Regions from separate parts of the Sus scrofa genome. Here region 2 is linked to region 1. Evidence: chromatin contacts called from public Hi-C data. All regions are on one chromosome and are shown on one strand. The core of a region is the stretch at or near the end of the contact, and the rest is flanking DNA. Distances in the headings are between cores, read along the strand shown.

Region 1 (2,815 bases), core at 199-2,698:
GCTCTTCCATCTCTAACCTGCAGTGTGCATCTCTCTGCTTCTATCTCTAAGTGTGTGTGTCTGTATCTTTCTCTGCCTCCACCTGTTATCTGTCTCATTCTGTATTTTTTTCCCCCCTGTCATTCTGGGGGTCTCTGTCTCTGTGTATCTTATCAGTTTCTGCATCTCTTGCATTCACTGTATGTCCCAGGTCTCTCTCTCTCTTTCTCTCTCTCTCTTTCCCCCTCTCTCTGGTCTCCCGCGGCTGCCCCCACCTCCCTGCCTGTTTATTTTCTACCCTGCGTCTCCTGCCAAATCTCCCCATCTCAGGCTCCTCTTCCTCCTCAAGCCTCCGCAGCTCCCTGACCTCACCTCTGCTCTCTTGCCTCAGCCTCCCCGGCTCCTCCTCCTGCCTCCTCCCGCTCCCCCACTCTCTCTCCAAGTCTCTGCCTCCCCCTCCTGGTCAGCGGCCCACACCGCACTCCGGTCTCCCAGGGGATCCCCTAGCCGGGTTAAGGGAGCCCCTGGTGGAGGCTTGGGTGATGCATCCGGCGGGGGGCTGCAGGCGCTGTGCAGGCTCGCACCTGGGTCCCTGCGAGCTGGGGGATCCCGGATCCTTCAGGGCCAGTGGCCCTGAGCGTGGAGACACCCGAGGACTCTCCCAGCTCCACCTTAAGGGCCCCCCCCTTCCCCCTTCTGCGGAGGATGGAAACTGCCAGCTCTTGGGCCCCAGGTGTCCGGGCCACCCCCGCCCCCGTGGCCCCAGCGCGGCTGGGAGCTGGGGACGAGTCCCCCCCCCCAACAACCTCTCTATCCTGCCCCTGGGAGTACTCCCTCCACCACCACCCACACACACCAGCCCAGGGAGGGGTGCTCGCTGCTGTGAGAGCCCCCCCCAACAGAAAAATTAAATAACAGCAAGAGAGAGAAGGGGGGGAGGGAGAAGAGCGAGACAGAGAAACAGAAGAGGCAGGAGAGGAGGAGGTGGGGGGAGAGAGAGAGGGGGCAGCGGGAGGCCGAGAGGGAGAGAGTGAGGAGGAGAAGAAGGGGAGAAGGAAGAGGCAGGAGCAGAGGAGGGAGAGAGGGAGGAGGAGGAGGTGAGAGAAGCAGGATGGAGACATGGAGTTAGGAGGCTGGGGAGAGCTTAATGAAAAGAGAGCGAAGAGGGGGGTGTGGGTTAGAAGCCCAGGGGTAACCCGAGGGAAAAGCAGAAGGCAGAGGAGAGGAGTAGGAAGACCGGGAGACAGAGGGAGACTCGAGGGCTTGGGGAGAGAGGCGAGGAAGGAGACACGCCGAGAAGGAGCAGGGGAGTGGGTGGGGTAGGGGGGTCTCAGTCCCCGGCTGCCTCAGAAATTGGGAACTGGGGCTCCCCGTGTGGAGGAGAGGAAGGCTGCAAGTCCTTGGGGGGTCGGGGTTCCACAGAGAAGGGAAGGAGCTGGGGGGTTGGGGGTCAGGGCATTGGGATAGGGGTCGCCCCGAGGCTTCCCCGGGATGGGGGGTGCAGCTCGTCTGAGCGCCCCTCGAGCGCTGGTACTCTGGGCAGTACTGGGGGCGGCAGGTAAGGCCTGGGGGGGTCGGGGCAGGAGCCCCTCAGGGAGGGGTGGGGGTGGGGTGTCCAGGAGAGGGTTTCAAGCCGCTGTCTCCCCAGCTCACATCGGACCCGCACCTGACCCAGAGGACTGGTGGAGCTACAAGGATAATCTCCAGGGAAACTTCGTGCCAGGTGCAGCCAGGGCGGGGACCCAGGCGTCTGGGCAGCCAGGCTTTCCTCCTGAGACCCCGGAGTCCGCTCCTCCCCTGCCCCCCCCCGCCCCCCCCCCCATCCCCAGGACCCAGGAGTCCTAGCCCCTTCCTTCCTCCCTCCGGAGGCCCAGCCTCTGACCCCGGGTGGCTCAGCATGGGACATTATACATGCGCATTTCGAGTCGGGAGTGGGAGTGAGTGGAAGGCAAGGGAGTGTGGGGGTGGAAGAGTGTGTGTGTGCTTGCTGGGAAAGACCAGGTAGGTCCTGGCTCGTACTGAGAACCAGAGGTTCGGGGCCCGGTTCTCCACCTGGTCCAGCCCTCTCTTGCAACTCCTTCTCCCCAGTACATTCATCAACCAGCTGTGGGATAAGGGAGACTGAAGAACTACAACTCCCATGGGCTCTGGGGCAAGCAGGCAGGGGATGGGTAGGCTGGCCACCTCACAGACTGCTGGGAGTTGTAGTTTCTTCCCCAAAGACCATTGATGATAGGTTTGATCAAAGAGAGGCTTGGAGGTGTTGGGGGTAGGGGGGCGGTATAGGAAACTCCTCTAAGAGTCTTCTAGGACCCAGGACTCTGCATTTCAGCCACCTCCTCCCTCAAAGTCAGGAAACCACAGCCTTCCCAGCAGATCCCAGCACTGAGATCTAGTCCCTACTTCTGACTCCCTTTCCTCCCTGCCCCACCTCTGCTCCCAGGGCCTCCCTTCTGGGGCCTGGTGAACGCAGCCTGGAGTCTGTGTGCTGTGGGGAAGCGGCAGAGCCCTGTGGATGTGGAGCTGAAGAGGGTCCTTTACGACCCCTTTCTGCCCCCACTGAGACTCAGCACTGGGGGAGAGAAGGTAAGTGGCCTGTTGGGAGGGGTTACCAAACCCCACTGGGCTTGAGTTGGGGTCGGGGGTGGGGCATGAGCTGGGAGGCTAGCCTGGGGGAAGGAGCCCTACACTGAGCAGAGAGGAGGCGCTGTCCACCCTTAAATGGATCCCTGATTCTTCCCTCTCCAAACATGGCCTCCTAGTCTTTCCATCTCTTGGAAGCAATGGTAAGACAGACCATCTCCCGTGCCAGGCACTGTTTTCGAACCTGATAAAT
Region 2 (2,815 bases), core at 140-2,639, 320 kb before region 1:
ATTCTGAGTCCCTGAAAGGGAGAGAGTCATGGCGCCTGAATCTCTAAGGGGGCAGATGCTGGGGTGCCAGGAGGCTGGATATATTTGTCTGAGGGTCTCTAAAGAGGGGAAAGGCTAGGAAACTAGATTCCTAGATCCTGAGGGGGTGAGGGCTACCAGCCGGGGGCCTTTCGCCAGAGGAGGTGAGGATTGACAGGGCTTCCAGAGCCGGGTGGGAGCTGGATCCCCGGATGCCAAGATCCCTAAGGTGGACCAGGCAGGAACATTCAGAAGCTCTGACTCCTTAAGAAGCAGTTGGGGTCTCTGAAAGCTGGGGTGCTGAGGATGGAGCTGAGATCTTAGCCAGCAGAACCCTGAGGCCCCGGCGCCCAGGTCGGGGAGGGCCCGGGTATCCCCGGGTCAAAGGCGCGGCGGGGGGGATCCCCGCGCTGCCGGCGCCCCCTCCCCCGGCGGCGGCAGCACCAAGAGATGGGGGAGGCGAGGCTGCCGAGAACGGTGACCATGGACAGCTCCAGAGCGGGCCTGTGTCCAGGGCGGCCGCCAGTCCGGCCTGGACTGAGGGACTCGGCCGGCTGTTCAAGCCGGAGGACCGGAGATGGGCAGACGGGGTGCACCAACGGGGGACTATGCGGACGCGACGGGGGGGGCGTCCGGCCCTAGCTGGGGGAGTCTGACACAGCCGCGGCCGGTGTCTGGAGCTGCCAGGTCTGGGCCGAGGAGGAGGATCTAGGTCCAGGGGGGTATCCAGGGCTGAACTGGGAAATTCAGGCTCCTGGACCCCGGAGGAGGCACAAGGCGGAAATACGCCTGGGATTCTAGGGTTCTGCTGGGGACTCTGAGAGCCGGGAGGGGCATGCCTGAGTCTCTGGGTTCGGGCTGTGATATCTGGGCTCTGAGGTCCCCGGGGATGAAGAAGGGAATCCAGGTTCTTGGGAAGGTGGGGGAAGCTCGGTGAGGGGTCCCCGGGGTGGGCGCTGCCAAGCGGGCCGGGCTGGGCTCTTACCTACCTGGTCCGCGGCGGCTGCGGGCGGAGCTGGGCTGCAGGAGGGACGTGGGGTGGGGTGGGGGACCGGGCGGGGCCCCTGGCGGCGGCCGGGGCCCGGATCTGTGGCTCCGGAGCCCTGTCTCCGCCGCTCGCGCGGGCTCCGCGTCTCTTGCTCCGGCTTAGGCGCTGGGGACCCCTCTCCCCTTCACGGTCTCGCAACCCTCTACCCCCTAAAACAGCCCCCTGCCCCTGTCACCGTTCAGCCTCCCCCGCGAGGCCGCAGCCGCCAGATCCAGGGGCGCTCACCAGCGCCCCCCAAATCCCACCTTCCCCCGCCAAAAAATTCCTCCTCCCTCCTCCCCCAACCAGCTCCCAGGCGGTCATGGCCCCTTTAACAGGAGACTGACAGACGGCGCCGAATGGCCAATGAGAGGAGGTGTTGGCGCCGGCCGGCGGTTAAACCCCGCCTCCACACTGGCTGGGCGGGGCCGCGCGGGCGGTGAGCGGGAGGCGGAACTCAAGGCGCGTGGGCCAATAGGCACGCGGCGTGAGGCGGCTGGGGCGGGAGGCGGAGCCCGGCAGGGGGATGATGTCACCTGGAGCGAGTGGCGCGCGGCGTGGAATACGAGTCGCGACCCTGGATTCCGGCTCTGGCGCTCGCCGGTCCTTACCCCGCACGGGACAGGAGGGTTGGGCGGGCGGCGAGGTGGGAGTAAAGGATGGGTTTTAAGGCGCAGGAGGCTCCCGGAGACACGCGTTTGGGTTGGAAGATGGGGTGAAAGCCGGGTCGACGTGCACCTTTTTCTGCACCCCTTGCGCCCGCCTCGGGAACTGCACGTGGCATCCCCCACCCCGCCCACGCAGACGATTGTAGGGCCGGCAGGGCTCCCCCGGCGGACTAGGCTGATGGTTCGCTCCGCCCCGCCCACACCGAAGCCGCCCACTGACTCGAGCAGAGTTTTAGGACTCTTCTGTCCGACCAGTTACGGAGGAAGGGGGCTTGGCCCCTGCCCTCAGGATCTTTGAGGGGTAGGGGCTACTGTCTGCCGACCCCCGCACTCAGACCCCGACTGGGTCCCAGCCGCCGTCCTTGGACTTGTCGCTCCGAAGCCGACCTGGGGAAAAGTCTTTAGCTCTGCTCTTAGAATCTGAAAAGGTCTTCAGGGTCTAGTCTCCACCTCAGCTTCTCTCCCTCCCCATCTCCAGACACTCAATCCCCCGATGCAGGACAATCACAGACACTCAATGAGGGTCAAAGATCTTTAAATAAGGAGCTGGTGACATAAATACTGTACAGGGGAGGGGGTGAGGGTCCAGATCTGTGGTTTCAGCCTCGAGACTCCAAGGACCTGCAAGGAGGGTGAAGAGAGGGGAGCCAGGCTCAGGGGAGGGGACCTGGGGAGGCACTGGGACAGAGCCAGGACTAGGGTTCCCGAGCCAAGGACCCAGGGAAGGGGGTTGAGGGATTCCAGAGAGAGCAGGCTGCCGATCTCGGGATGGGAGCGAGCTAAGGATCCCCAAGGTATTCAGTTCAAGGAGCTTGGGGTGAGAGCCTGGGTCAAGGGTCAGAATCCCAGGGAAAGGAGCCAGGGAGGTGGGAGGGGGTGGGGGTAGCAACCAAGGTCTCAGAAATCATTGGCTTGGTGTGGGAGTGTGGAGGTAGGGGAGGCAGTGAAGGCCCCAGGGGTATGGTGGCAAAGGGCTCACGAGTAGCTCTGATGTTGCTGGCGCCGGCGGGCAGAGCGCATCTTCTCAAAGCGAGCCTCCATCTCCTCCAGTACCCGAGGGGTGTAACGCACCACCAGCTTCACAGAGCCCTGGGCGGCCTTC

Evidence for each region. A called contact is a pair of places that touch in the nucleus more often than the background predicts.
Region 2: a Hi-C map of brain shows a contact between it and region 1, with 4 times the contacts expected there. The contact joins the promoter of PPFIA3 here to the promoter of CA11 in region 1. A contact is called at or near these places in 1 of 5 promoter capture datasets (liver) and 2 of 47 Hi-C or Micro-C datasets (brain and embryonic fibroblasts).

The regions. Positions count from the first base shown.
Region 1 is chr6:53,997,277-54,000,091 of Sscrofa11.1, reverse strand. CA11 (carbonic anhydrase 11) reads left to right here and starts at 1,448. Exons shown (of 9, transcript NM_001004038.1): 1 at 1,448-1,537; 2 at 1,628-1,702; 3 at 2,423-2,565. The coding sequence starts at 1,471. The region is part of intron 2 of LOC110261016 (a long non-coding RNA gene); the gene reads right to left.
Region 2 is chr6:54,312,555-54,315,369 of Sscrofa11.1, reverse strand. It overlaps PPFIA3 (liprin-alpha-3), which reads right to left and starts at 1,389. Exons shown (of 30, transcript XM_005664703.3): 1 at 1,008-1,389. It overlaps LIN7B (lin-7 homolog B, crumbs cell polarity complex component), which reads right to left. Exons shown (of 6, transcript NM_001244232.1): 5 at 2,693-2,815; 6 at 2,232-2,334. The coding sequence ends at 2,313.